Linked DNA regions of Mus musculus: region 2 is linked to region 1. Evidence: chromatin contacts called from public promoter capture Hi-C data. All regions are on one chromosome and are shown on one strand. Each heading gives the region's core, a stretch centred on a gene start, on an enhancer-like site or on the middle of the called end of the contact. The rest is flanking DNA. Distances are from core to core; before and after follow the strand shown.

Region 1 (7,150 bases), core at 1,986-4,485:
TTTAGATATAGAGTTCCTCTGTGTAGCCCTGGCTGTCCTGGAACTCACTTTGTAGACCAGGCTGGCCTTGAACTCAGAAATTCGCCTGCCTCTGCCTCCTAAGTGCTGGGATTAAAGGCGTGCGCCATTGCCAACATCTGGCAAGAGTTCTTTTTTAATGCTTTGGGGTTTTGTTTGATTGTTGTTGAGACAAGGTCTTACTAGCTAATCCAGGTCAGCCACTAACTCGTGATCCTCCTGCCTCAGTCTCCCGGTGTCACCGTCCTTCAACTGCCACCACTCTTTATTTGTGTGTCCATGGGACTCACAAACAGGAGCAGTGCTCTGAGGGCCATCAGGAGTCCTGCCCCCAGGCGCTCTCCACACTTCTATTTATTTTTAAAATTACATACAGGGTTTGTCACTAGACTGGAACTTGTGAAACAATCTAAGCTGGCAAGCAGCAAGCCCCAGGGACCCAAGTGCCTGCATTTCCCCAGCATGGGGTGGCCCGAGCCATGTGTTTTTATATTGTTTTGAGCATTTGTTTATTCATTTGTATAGATGGGCCCATGCCCACCATTAAATGCGTGTGGCAATCAGAGGATAACGCTGAAGAAATTGGTTTTCTCTTTCCATCCTGTGGATGCTGAGGATGGAATGCTGGTGCTCAGACATGGCCGTGGCGGCAGAAGCCTGGCCCTGCTGTCAGCTTGCCAAGTTTCACACTTCTTTTTTTGTTTGGTTGATTTTTTGTTTGGTGGCTACTGATACATCTGCCCATTCTGAACATTTCCTATAAATGAAGCATAAAAATGACTAGGACTGGGGCTGGAGAGATGGCTCAGCGGGTAAGCACACTGACTGCTCTTCTGAAGGTCCTGAGTTCAATTCCCAGCAACCACATGGTGGCTCACAACCATTTGTAATGATATCTGACGCCCTCTTCTGGTGTGTCTGAAGACAGCTACAGTGTACTTATGTATAATAATAATAAATAAATCTTTGGGCCAGAGCAAGCAGGCACTGAGCGAGCAGAGTTGACCGGAGTGAGCAGAGGTCCTAAAAATTTAAATCCCAACAATCACATGAAGGCTCACAACCATCTAATCTGTACAGCTACAGTATACTCACATACATAAAATAAATAAATAAATCTTTATAAAAAATGACTAGAATTTACAAAGTGCAGAGTGATGTGCGGGCTGTATCAATTCTGTTATCAGTAAAACCACCACAGAAAAATCACTGCCCCAGAGACTCACCTCCTCCATCTTCCCTTCTTCATGGGACCCATCACCCAAGGGCACCGTTTTCCTCTCTCTAGCCTCTCTCCATTCTATCAGCTCCCAAACCCTTCAGGTCAAATGCCACCCTGTCTCTGCTGTGGGTTCTTTTCTCCTGTGACACAGGACAATTCTTCGGGAGCTTTTACACTGCCCGTCCTGTGAGCCCTGGGCCCTGTGGATAAGACCTAGCTAGTGCCTTCAGTCTGGGGATTTCTCCTGGGCACCACTGTGCCTTCTCGCTCCCCTGGGCCAGAGATATTTTCTTGTTGCTGTTTTGGCACTGGGGGCTGAGAGGATCTACCGCTGAGCAAGACACTCGGTCCCTTTAAATTTGTTTATTGACTTTGAAGATTTATTTATTTTATATATGAGAGTACACTGTCACTGTCTTCAGACACACCAGAAGAGGGCATCGGATCCCATTACAGATAGTTGTGAGCCACCACGTGGTTGCTGGGAAATGAACTCAGGATCTCTGGAAGAGCAGTCGGTGCTCTTAACTGGTGAGCCATCGCTCCAGCCCCTTAAATTTATTTTTAGTTTTTCTTTTCTTTTTTTTTTAAAGATTTATTTATTTATTATATGTAAGTACACTGTAGCTGTCTTCAGACACTCCAGAAGAGGGAGTCAGATCTCGTATGGATGGTTGTAAGCCACCATGTGGTTGCTGGGATTTGAACTCCTGACCTTCGGAAGAGCAGTCGGGTGCTCTTACCCACTGAGCCATCTCACCAGCCCAAAATGTGTAGCCCAGGCTGGCCTCAACCAGCGAGACAGGGTTTCTCTGTATAGCCCTGGCTGCCCTGGAACTCACTCTGTAGACCAGGCTGGCCTGGAACTCAGAAATCCGCCTGCCTCTGCCTCCCAAGTGCTGGGATTAAAGGCGTGCGCGACCATGCCCAGCTTGAAATAAAGTCTTAAGCTTGAAAATGGCTCAGAGGTTAAGAGCAATTGCTGCTCTTGAAGAACCTCGGTTTGGTTCCCAGTAACTGCATCGCAGCTCAGAACAGAACCTCTTGTAACTCCAGTTCCAGGGACGGTGATGCCTTCCTCTGGCCTCCTTTGACACCAGACATGCATGTGGTACACATACACACATGCAGACACATATATGTATGAAATGATAATAATAAATATATAATATATATAAAGGTCTTTGCCCCCACTGGCCTTGAACTGGCTCTAAAGTCCAGGCTGACTTTGAACATGTGCTCCGCCTGTTTCAGCCTCCTGAGTAGCTTTACACGTCTGCAGACCACCAGGCCCAGCTTCTATTTTGTTTAGTTATTTGTTTTTTGTTTTTGAGACAAGAGTCTCACTCTGTTAAACCAGGCTGGCCTCAAACTTTGCTGGGATTAAAGGTGTGAGCCACCACTCCTGGCTTTGTTTTATTTTACTTTTTTTAATTTAAGGTAAAGTTTCGCTGATTTACCCTGGTTGGCCTGGGACTCGCAATGTAGCCAGATAGGCTTCGTACTCCAGTCCTCTCTCCTCGGCCCCTACATAGAGTGCAGGCCTATGTCACAACCCATTAAGTCTGTAAAGATACGGTTGTCGCCTCCGGTGAGGGTTACAAACGTGTCCTTTGTTTCTTCATCTGAAGGACCAAACTGAGTGCTGCCCTAGGCAGTTATCACTCGACACACCAGGCGACAGCCTGATAGCTGCGCGACATCCTCCTAATCCTTTGCTGGGCACGTTGGCACTAAGAAGGTTAGTGCGCCCAAAGCCCGCCCCAGGATTCCGCCGCCTGTCCCGCCTCCACGCGCGGACACGGTGAGTATGGTCCCCACTTCCCTCCTGAGCCAAGTCATGCATGTCGCCGACCCTCGGAGTCAGGACGAGGGCCGCGGCCTGCGGGAAGACTTAGCGGGGCAGAAAGGCCCGGAGATGGCACTCACCACGGGGCCAGCGAGCCGTCCCGCGGCGCCGCCATCTTGTTGTCTCGGGGTTTCCCAGGCGACCAGGACCCGAGCACTTCTCATTGGCTAATTCCGAGAGGCTCTCTAACGAACCAGAGGGCAGTGAAGACGGGCATAGGGTTGCACGTGAGACTTCAAATCCCAGAATGCACCGCTCTAAGAGGTCAGAGGGCGTTCTTGAGGCCGGGTCTTGAGTTCAAGAGATTGGTCCCTAGAAGCCTCTAGACCTGAAGATGTTGAACCCGACGTTGTCAATATTGTGCTATTTGATCTTGAAGAAATCATGTTTCCTTTGTTTTCCCACCTGATCATGCAAAGATGAATGGAAATGATGCAGGTGACTTAATAAATATTTAAATCTCATTTCCCCCCTCTAATTTATGGACTAGATGATGCACTGCAGGAAAGTTCTAATTCTAGTTCCTAAGTAGAATAATTGGGTGACCCTTCACTTCCAGTATGACGAGTAATTTCCCCTCCCTCAGCCTCATAGCTAGATGGCTCAACGGGTACTAAGTCTTGGTCTTACTACCAAGCTGAAGACCAAGTTCGATCAGGTCACACATGGCAGGAGAAAACGGCTCCTGGATCTGTCTTCCGATTTCTGCAGGAGCACTGTCCAGATGCAACACGAAATAAGTGACCAAATAGATATTAACTGAAAACTAAAATTATCCTAATAGCACCAAAGTACTAGAGATACTTTAGTTAGGACTGCACTGGGTCCTCACCTGTACAGACAGGGTAACTTTGAGCACATTCACATCTCCTTTTCTTCGCTTGTAAAATGAAAATACGGCCTACCTGACAAGGTTGCTGGGATTGGCCATTAGGAGGGTAATGCAAAGTACTTATCAAACACCTCTATAGATGTTTTCAAAATATTTCTTGCCAGGTGGTGGTGGCACTTGTCTCTAATCCCAGCAGGAGACAGAGGCAAGAGGATCTCTGAATTCGAAGCCAGCCTGGTCTACAGAGTGAGCCCCAGGACAGCCAAGGCTACAGAAAGAAACCCTGTTTAGAAAAACAAAACCAGGTCAGGTGTGGTGGCTCCCGCCTTTAATCCCAGCACTTGGGAGGCAGAGGCAGGCAGATTTCTGAGTTTGAGGCCAGCCTGGTCTACAGAGTGAGTTCCAGGCCAGCCAGGGATACACAGAGAAACCCTGTCTTAAAAAAAACACAAAGAAAAAGAAAAACATAGAGCCGGGCATGGTGGCACATGCCTTTAATCCCAGCACTTGGGAGGCAGAGGCAGGTGGATTTCTGAGTTCGAGGCCAGCCTGGTCTACAGAGTGAGTTCCAGGCCAGCCAGGGATACACAGAGAAACCCTGTCTTTAAAAAAACACAAAGAAAAAGAAAAACATAGAGCCGGGCATGGTGGCACATGCCTTTAATCCCAGCACTTGGGAGGCAGAGGCAGGTGGATTTCTGAGTTCGAGGCCAGCCTGGTCTACAGAGTGAGTTCCAGGGCAGCCAGGGCTACACAGAGAAACCCTGTCTGGAAAAAAAAAAAAAAAAAAGGAAGAAGAAAAACATGAAGACTCTAATCCAGAGGTCTCAACCTGTGGCTTGTGACCCAGTTTGGGGCCCCATACCTGATATCCTGCATATTAGATAGTAGCAAAAATACAGTTATGAAGTAGCAATGGAATAAATTTACGGTTGGAGCTCACTACGACAAGAGGAACCAGATTAAAGGGTCACAGCCTTAGGAAGGTTGAGAACCACCGCTAAACTCTCCTCAGGGTTACTTTCTCAGCCCTTGTCACTCAATGTACCATCTTAGAGACCCTGGAAAACTTTCTGGGGTCTCCAGCCTTGAATGCTAGGAGCCCCTGGAGATGGGTCTACATAACTTCCACACCACCCAGGACTCCTTCTTCACTTCTGGGATGTAGCTCCTCTGGCTGCCTCTTTACCCCATCCAGGGCTTGAGCAGAATTCTGTTCTTGGGTGGACAGAATCTACTTGACTTTTAGCTCATTAACTGAAAGATGCTTAGCAGACATGGCTCCTTTGGGGCTAAGGAGTTTATTGAGAGCTAGCAGCTCTGGGAGGAAGGAAGCAGAGAGAGGGAGTCTTTCAAGCCCACAGAGTCCCTGAGGAGACAACTGTGCTCTCTGTACTCCTCCTCTTCCGCCTTTGCCACCCTTACAGCCCCCACCTCTGATGAATGCCCATCACCCCCAGCTTAGGATACTTGAAGCCTCTATAGTCAAAGTCCCGCCCTCCACCCTCCTCATGCTCCAGGAACAGCAAGCTCCTCCCGAGTGTTGGGCTTCTTCTGGAACACCTTCCATTGCTTCTCCTTCAAACCCTAGCGATACCAGCTCTGGGCCTTCTCCCTTCTCTTAAGCAGGGTTACATTCTACTTTACAGCCCGATGCCATGGTCACCTTCCCATCCAGTTTTGTGACCTATAGACACCCTGCCCTAGTACAGGCCTATGAAGTCCTCAAGGGGAGGGTCCCCTCTTCCTTTATCTTGCCCAAGCTGGTAAGTATAAGTAAATTTGAAGAGTAAATGAACAAAAGGATGGATGGATGGTTGGATGGATGGATGGATGGATGGTTGGATGGATGGATGGATGGATGGATGGATAGGAGGGTAGATGGATGAATGGATGGATGGACAGATGGATGGGTGAGCTGGTGGATGGATGGATGGATGGATGGATGGATGGATGGATGGATGGATGGATGGGTGATTTACCTTAATAGAAGCTTGAGGCCAGCCTGAGCTACACTGTCAGGTAGGCTGTCTCAAAAACAGCAGTAACAACAAAGATATAGCTTGAGTGCTCTATGGTGCTATTAAATCATACCTCTTGGGCTGGAGAGATGGCTCAGCGGGTAAGAGCACTGACTGCTCTTCCAGAGGTTCTGAGTTCAAATCCCAGCAATCACATGGTGGCTCACAACCATCCGTAATGAGATCTGACACCCTCTCCTGGTGTGTCTGAGACAGCTACAGTGTACTTACATATAACAATAAATAAATCTTTAAAAAACAAAACAAAAAACAGCTCCACCTAAGGTCCACTTAATCTTAGAAGCCAGGGGCAAGAGCTTTGTGCCCTTGCCATAGTTCCTAGTCTAGTCTTTTGTATAGTCCAACTTCCCCCTAAGCCATTGTAAATTCCGGTGTATGGGTATAACTCAGCTATCTATAGTTCTAAGTATCTACTCTGGTTCCTCAATATTAAGGGAAAGCACTCAGATCCGTTTACCAGTAAAGCAAGGACATTGGAGCATTCGTTATACAGGACACCACCGTTCCAGGAGACTAAGTTTCCGTGAACTTTCCCCTCGGGACAGCTCCCAGGTTTTTGGGGCCTGTCATGCTTGTCACTACTGGAGTGGATGTAGCACCTGACACCAGTTGGTCCCATGTTCAATGCTCTACTGGGTTGGAGAGGTGACAAGTCCTAGGTCAGATCACACACACACAAAAAAGGTACAGTCTTTTATTGCTTTGTTTTGTTTGAGACAAGGTCTCATGTAGCTCAGTCTGGTCTCAGCCTCACTATGTAGCCAAGCATGATGACCTTGACCCTCTAATCCTCTCCAATGCTGGGATTACAGGGCTGCACCACCACACCTGGAATTACGTGTGGCCGGGCTGGAAAACCAAGCCTTTGGCCTTCTAGGGAAGCATTCTGCAGGGCTACACACCAGCTCAGGAAACAGTCATCTTCACAGCGGCCAAAGAAGCACTTGAAGTGTGAAGATCACAGCCATCTCGTAGGGAGTTTCACAGAGGAAGTGGAAAGTTTCTCCGGGGAAGGGCAGAGGTGTCAGAGAGCCGGAGGCAGCCAGGCAAGTGTGGGGGAGGGCCAGCTAGGAAGTGGTACGCACTGGGCAGTAGAGGATGTTACCAAATGAGGTCTGGCAATAAGGAAGAAGGCTGGCGGGGGAGGGGGGCTGACCATCAAGCTAAGGAAATTTGGTCTCAATTTG
Region 2 (7,150 bases), core at 1,786-4,285, 210 kb before region 1:
ACAAAGTTGTTTCCTGACCTCCACACATGGGCCATGGCTGGTGTGCACTCACACCCACACCACACATTAATAACAATAATAAGTAGAAACATTTTTTCAGTGTATATGTATGAGTTGTCTGGGGAAGAGCCTGGGGCCTGGACGGAACCTTGTGTTAGATAGGAGTTCTACCACTGACCTACCGTACCAGCCCCTTAGTCTCCTTAGTATATTCTTACTATGAATCAGCATCTTTCTGAGCTATCCAGGCAGGCCCTGCATTTGCAGTGTTGCCTGGGTGAACCTTGGAACTGAGATCCTCCTGCCTCAGACTCCCAAGTAGCTGGGATCACAGGCATATGCCACTGTGCCTGGGCTCAACAATGTCCGTCTGTAGTGCTGTGTGCTAGGGACATGAGACACAATGTAACAAAGAAGTGTAGGATGTTCAGAGAGAAGGCTGGAGATATGGGTGGGTAATTAAGAGCTCGCTGTTCTTGCAAAGGACCTGCGTTTGGTTCCCAGCATCCACAGGGCAGCTCACAGCCAGTTCTAGTTCCAGGGCGTTTGTGATAGCTGAATCTTGTCCACTTGACTACATCTGGAATTAACTAAAAACCCAAGTGGCTGGGTTTGTTTGTTTGTTGAGACAGGGTTTCTTCTTTGGTAGCCCTGGCTGTCCTGAACTCACTCTGTAGACCAGGCTGGCTTCAAACTCACCGAGATCCACCTGCCTCTCCCTCCTGAGTGCTGGGATTAAAGGCATGCGCCACCACTGCCTAGTTAGGGAATTTTTTTTTTCTTCATTAAATCATTTGAAGTGGGAAGACCCACTTTTAATTTGGATCGGTTTTTTGTTTGTTTGTCTGTTTTTTTTTTGTTTTTGAGGTGGGAAGACCCACCTTTAATCTGGGCCACATGTTTTCCTGGCAGCCACCATAAAGGACATGGAAGAAGGAAGCTCTCTATTTGCCCGATTGCTCTCACTCTCTCTCACTAGCAAATCTGTTCCGTCACCGGCATTAGAGCCTATTCTTTTGGGACTCTGGCATATAATGAAGACCAGCTGAGACATCCAGCCTTGTGGACTACACAACTTGAGTGTGTGTGTGTCTGTGTGTGTGTGTGTATACTGTATGTTATATTTCTATAGTGAACCCTGACTAATACAGGGACCCAGTACCCTCTTCTGGTATACCCACAGATGCCAGGCATGTGTGTGCACACACACATACACACCTATATGTAAGCAAAAGAAAATAAATAAATATATTTTTAAAGCTGAGATTGAGAAACAACAAAAGGATCTCAAGTTGATACCAGCTTGAGCTACATGTCAAGGCTCCATCCCTGGGGACGTAGCTCAGTGGTAGAGCATTTACCTAGTGAGGACCAATCTCTACAATGAATGCAAACACACACACACACACACACACAGCCCCCTGCACCCTATTCTGAGGACGCTTTCTCACGCCCCCAGTATACCCAGAACTCAAGAGCTGAGGTTCTGTCTGCGGTAGAGGGTGCTGGCTCTCTGTGCTGGTGAAAGCAGCTGTAGGCTCCTGGATGTGGGAGGGGCCTGGGGAAGAGGCGGGGCCGTTCGGCTGCACACTGACCTGGAGCACTCCTGCTTGTAGATGTCAATGATGTTTTCCACCAGCAGGTTCCTCTGCAGGCCGTACACCCCGTGCCGGTCCATGATCACTTCATGGCGGCACGAGGGGCAACGGAAACGACCTCCAGACATGGACACTGAGCCACCGCGGTTGGTCCAGTAGGGATTCGCAGCCTGCAGACAGCCAAGGCAAAGATGAGGCCGGCATTCCTACCCTCTCCAGTCTCAGTTCTCCTTGTCCCAGTTGCTCCAGATACATTGGCCAAACCAAAGGGCACCCACCGGTTCCTGGCCTTGACCTAGAACTAGCCCACCCATGTGGTGAAGTATCTTGGTTGAAGCACTCAAACAGGCAAGAGGATCAGTACCAGCTAACATGAGTTCAAGTCATGTGATTTAAGACAAGCAACTGTAATCTTTCTATGCCTCAGTTTACCACTGATACCACAGGTCTTAGAATTAGAGCCAGCTCCTAGGATATTATTTTAAATTTTGTTTTGTTTTGTTTTTGAGGTAGGGTCTTGCTATCTCAAGCTAATTAGGTAGCACAGACTACACTCTTAGCAATCCTCCTGCCTCAGGTTTCAGGTTTGCTGGGATTATTGGCATATGCAACTAGTCCTGAGTTTGGAAGCGCATTTCCTGTCGTGGCTCCGGACCCTCTTCCCAGTGCAACGCCTCAACTCTTCCCTTTCCCTTCTCAGGAAGATGGAGTCCCTTCTGCCCCCATGTTGGAGCACGCAGCCTCTGAGATGCTGCTGTGACCATGTTCTTCTCGCCACCCTCCTCCCAAAGTCTGGGCCCCCTGCCACCCTGGAGCTGGCTCTTGCCCTAGGCAGGGCCTGGTTTTTCTCTTCTCTCTACTCAGCTCCCGTCTTATCACTTGAGGTATTTGACTCTTGACTGGGGAACCAAGAGCGAGCAGTCCAGGCAGAGCGCGGAGCCGTGGGCAGGGTGGGGACTAGATGGGTAGAGAAGGACCCAGCCGCTCCTTTACCCCTTAGCCCCAGCCCTACCCCCAGCCCTAGCCCTTCCCGGGGGTCTCTGTAGCTTCTCAATGGAGCAAGTGGTTGAAGTGTCCTAGGCTGAGAGGGAGGGGCGTCTGAGAAGCTGTCGGGGGTCTGGGGGCAGGGGTAGGGGGTGGGGATTCCAGGTCCGGGGCCCTGCCTAGCACTGACCTGGAAGATGTCGTTGGCACACTTCCGGCAGAGGTTGTGTTGGCAGGGCAGGATGACCACAGGCTTGGTAAACATCTCCAGGCAGATGGGGCAGATCAGCTGCTTCTCCAGGTTCTCCATAGCGTTTCCATCAGGAATCAGGCTAGATTTATAATCCATATTGCTTTGAAATGCGACTGTCTCGCCCACCTGCGTCACACCAAGTCTTTGTCTCCAAACCCACTCGGATCCTCTTTGTCTTCGTCCCCTGACCCCCGACTTCTGTCTTGGTCTGAGGCCCCTCTGATATTTATAGCTGCACCTCTGTCACATGAGCCCCAGGAGGGGACCAGCTGAGCATTCCGCAGCCAGGCTGCTGGCAGGGCTTGAGTTTCCTCCAGGCCTCAAAGATTTGGCCCTCTCAGATCACATGCAGGGATGAGCAATCGCTGTTGCCCTGCCGTGGGGGTCGTAAACAAGAACAGACTGTTCAGAGCCAGGTTCAGGGGAGAGCCAGATACCCTAGTTTCCTGCAGAAGTTGGTCTCCGCCCCACCCCCACTCCCCGCCCCTGCCCCATCCCCGCCCCTCCAGTCAATTGGGAGTAAGGGAATGGAACCTGGGTTTGGGGGTGGGGGTGGGGGTGCGGGGTTGGGGCTGGCATTTAAGACCAGCACTCCTGTATCAAACTAAATCTGTTCCCCTCCTGGATTCTGAACAGCTCTAAGGCCTTGGGATAGCCCTTTCTGTGAGCCCTTTCTCCTGCCTCAGACTCCAGTCAAGCATTTCAGTAGAGTCTTTTGAGACTCCATGTTGGGCAGCCCACCCTGACAGCCCTCAGCCAGTCATTGAACTTAGGCTGGCAAGGCTTTCTTGAGGGCCAGCAGGATGGCTCAGTGGTAAAGGGGCTTGCTGCCAAGGCTGACAACTTGTCTTGGCAAGTTCATCTGTCTTCCCTGCACTGACATGCTCACAGCCCCGAAAGGAGACAAACATGAACACCCTTGTGCTGCCTCAGACCCTGCCCAGACAACCGGAAGTCTGCCAGAGGCTCCACTGGACTCTCTGCATACACGTTCATTCTTGGGCCCCAGGAAGAGCCTACCAGGTGCTGGAATATACAGCTCTCTTGACACAGGAGTGATCAGAGCTCTAAGAGCCAATGATCTGCAAGTCTATATTCCCAGCTCCTCCTCGGGAGGCTGAGGCAAGAGGATACAAAGTCTAAGGAGAGATGGCTCAGTGGTTAAAAGCACTGACTATTCCAGAGGCCCTGAGTTCAATTCCCAGCAACCACATGGTGGCTCACAACCATCTGTAATGGAATCTGATGCCCTCTTCTGGTGTGTCTGCAGAGAGCAATAGTGTACTCAGATAAAATAAGACCATGCTGAGCTACATAGTGATATCATGTAGTCTCAGAATAAAAGGTAAAGCAAGGCATGCTGGGTACATGCCAATAACCCCAGTATTTAGAAGGCAGAGGCAGGAGTTCATAGCTGGCCTGGGCTACATGAGACCCTATCACAAAATAACAAAATACTGACACTATACATTACCCCTCACCACAAACCACATCACCCCAAAATAACAGGTATTAAAATAAGTTTTGTTTTGTTTTTTTCTGTTTGTCTTTTAGATTTTTTTTTTCCTAAAGATTTATTTATTACATGTAAGTACACTGTAGCTATCCTCAGATACTCCAGAAGAGGGAGTCAGATCTCATTACGGATGGTTGTAAGCCACCATGTGGTTGCTGGGATTTGAACTTCAGACCTTTGGAAGAGCAGTCGGGTGCTCTTACCCACTGAGCCATCTCACCAGCCCCTGTCTTTTAGATTTTAAGAGACAGAGTTTCTGGTGTAGTTCTGGCTGTCATGGAACTTGCTGTGTAAATACCTGCCTCTGCCCCACCCCAAGTGCTGGGATTAAACTACCTCCTCCTTGAAAAATGCATTTTTGTTTTTTTGGTTTTTTTGGTTTTGTTTTTTTTTGTTTTTGTTTTTGTTTTTTGGGTTTTTTTTTTTTTCGTTTTTTTTGTTTGTTTGTTTTTTTGGTTTTCCGAGACAGGGTTTCTCTGTATAGCCCTGGCTGTCCTGGAACTCACTCTGTAGACCAGACTGTCCTCGAACTCAGAAATCTGCCTGCCTCTGCCTCCCAAATGCTGGGATTAAAGGCGTGCGCCACCACGCCCGGCTGAAAAATGCATTTTTAAAAGTAAAAAGACAGAGCAGAAGGCCAGGATTCAGTTCCTGGCATCCACATGGCAGCTCACAACAGTTATTCCCCTTCCAGGGAGTCTGGCTCCCTCTTCTGGCCAGCATTGGCACTGCATGCTTATGATGCACATACACTCATAAAGGCAAAACACTCATACACATAAAAATAAAATAAATGAAAAATTTAAAATAGTAGGGGCTGGAGAGATAATTCAGAGGTTAAGAGCCCTAGTTACTCTTTCAGGGGACCCGGGTTCAAATCCCAGCACCCACATGGTGGTTCACAATTGTCTGTATCGCCAGTTCCAGGGGATCTGATACGACTTCTGGCTGCACATGGTGCATGGAAATACATGCGTGCAAAACATCCATATGAAGAATAAAAATAAATGAGTCCTTTTTAGAGGGGGTTAGAAGAAAAAGAATGCCAAAGATACGACTTAGTGATTGAGCATTTGCCTAGCATATGGGATTAGGACTTAGGTTCAATTCTCCACCCAACCCCAGGGAATAAAAAAACCTTAGGGGGAGACCTAAGAGTAGAGGGGCCAGTCTCAGGAAAAGGGAGATGAGGAGGAACCAGTCCCAACAAGATTATAGAAGGAGGTCTTTGAAACAAAGGGCATGGTGATTTCGGCAGGAGGACTTGAGTTCAAGGTCACCCTGGGCTGTAGTGTGAAGACGTGTCAACAGTTCCTCTCATTCCCAAATCCTGGTGGCCAGTGTTTGCTGAACTCTTGCTACATGCCAGGCACTGTGCTAAGCACTCGCTTGCCCTGATTCATTTCATCAGCTGAACAGTCCACAGTGGGAGAACCGTCGAGCCCCCATTCATGGACAGACAGGTCAGGCACAGAGAGGCAAAGCAACCCGTGAAAAGTCACACAGCCAGCAATGGTGGCTCTGAGACACAGCCCTGTCGGAGCTCGTGTCTCTGTGGAGGTGTGTTTGGGACAAGCTGATTCGTTCAGACCACCCGAGGGGAGGTGGAGAGGAGATGAGAACTGAGCAGTGGGAGAGAGGGTTTAGAACAGTGGTGTCTAAGGAGGACGAGCCTTGCTGCTGTCTGTGCCCTGGACACACTTGTCACCTGGGAGGAGCCATTCACAGCTTCCTGTTGACTTCCTCAGCCACACTGGGCAGGCCAGGTGCAGAGGCCCAGCAAACGGACAGTGGCACAGCCTCCAGCCTGGACGCTGGTAAGGCTATCGCCTCTGAAAGTCAAAGGGTGAGATGGGGAAGTTCCCACATGGGCGGCGCTGGGCAGCCACACACGGCTGGTCATTTGAGCTTCACACCTGTCCTTCGGGGAGAGCTGTGTTTTTCCTCTCCCAGTAGGAAATGAGGTCCAGAGAGGTAGCTGATTTGGCCCATGTCACACAGCCACAAATGGCTGGGCGACTCTCAAACCTGTACTCCTGAGTTAAAACAATTGCTGAGTGATTATTATGGGCTGCGCATTGCACTGAGACTTTTCCATACTTTTTGTCCTTCCAAGTGACTCAGTGGGACAGAGAGTGGCACCTGCTTCCAGCTGATCTGCAGAGGTTCAGAGACACGCACACAGTCACAGTCACTTGGCCAAGCTCCATCAGAAGCAAGTGACGGCCGCTGGCATCGCCAGGAAGTTATAAGCCAAATCACTACCAGTGACAAGCTAGAAACATCAGAACAAACTAGAAAGCCATGGGACGGACAACAGAAGAGATCGATACAAATCATTAGTGGAGAGTCAGGCCCAGGACTGTTCTGAGGGGAGACAGAGCCTCACAATGTAGACCAGGCTGGCTGTGAACTCACAGGGAGCCACCTGCCTCTGCCTCCCAAGTGCTGGGATTACAAGTACAGGGTACCATAATGCATCACGGTGAACTTGTGGCTGGTTCTGTAAACCTGGTCAACGTGCGTGGCTGGGGAGAGAGGCCGTGGACTCCAGGGAGAAACCTCTTACTAGACTAAACAATCATGTTGCCAACCTTTTTTCCTTTCTTTCTTTTTGTAAAATGAGGTATTGCCAGGATAAGAGGGTTGACCTCAGCTCACCTTTTTTGCTTCAGCTTTTGATTCTCCTGCCTCAGTCTCCAAGTAGCTGAGGTTATAGATCTGCACTAATGGGCTTGGCTGGAATTTTCAACTACATGGGTCCTGATCGTTGTCTCCATTTTACCGCCGGGGAACAGA

Evidence for each region. Capture Hi-C pulls out chosen DNA fragments and counts their contacts.
Region 2: a contact with region 1 is called in a promoter capture Hi-C map of pancreatic islet. The contact joins the promoter of Trim63 here to the promoter of Ubxn11 in region 1. A contact is called at or near these places in 4 of 39 promoter capture datasets (the 3T3-L1 cell line, 3T3-L1-derived adipocytes, liver and 1 more), 3 of 484 Hi-C or Micro-C datasets (cerebellum, cerebral cortex and myocytes), 2 of 115 datasets of contacts at active chromatin or transcription factors (microglia and pancreatic cancer cells) and 3 of 9 other capture datasets (adipose tissue, liver and pancreatic islet).

The regions. Positions count from the first base shown.
Region 1 is chr4:134,098,668-134,105,817 of GRCm38.p6, reverse strand. Ubxn11 (UBX domain protein 11) reads right to left here and starts at 3,235. Exons shown (of 15, transcript NM_026257.3): 1 at 3,170-3,235.
Region 2 is chr4:134,311,005-134,318,154 of GRCm38.p6, reverse strand. Trim63 (tripartite motif-containing 63) reads right to left here and starts at 3,035. Exons shown (of 9, transcript NM_001039048.2): 1 at 2,773-3,035; 2 at 1,596-1,768. The coding sequence starts at 2,931.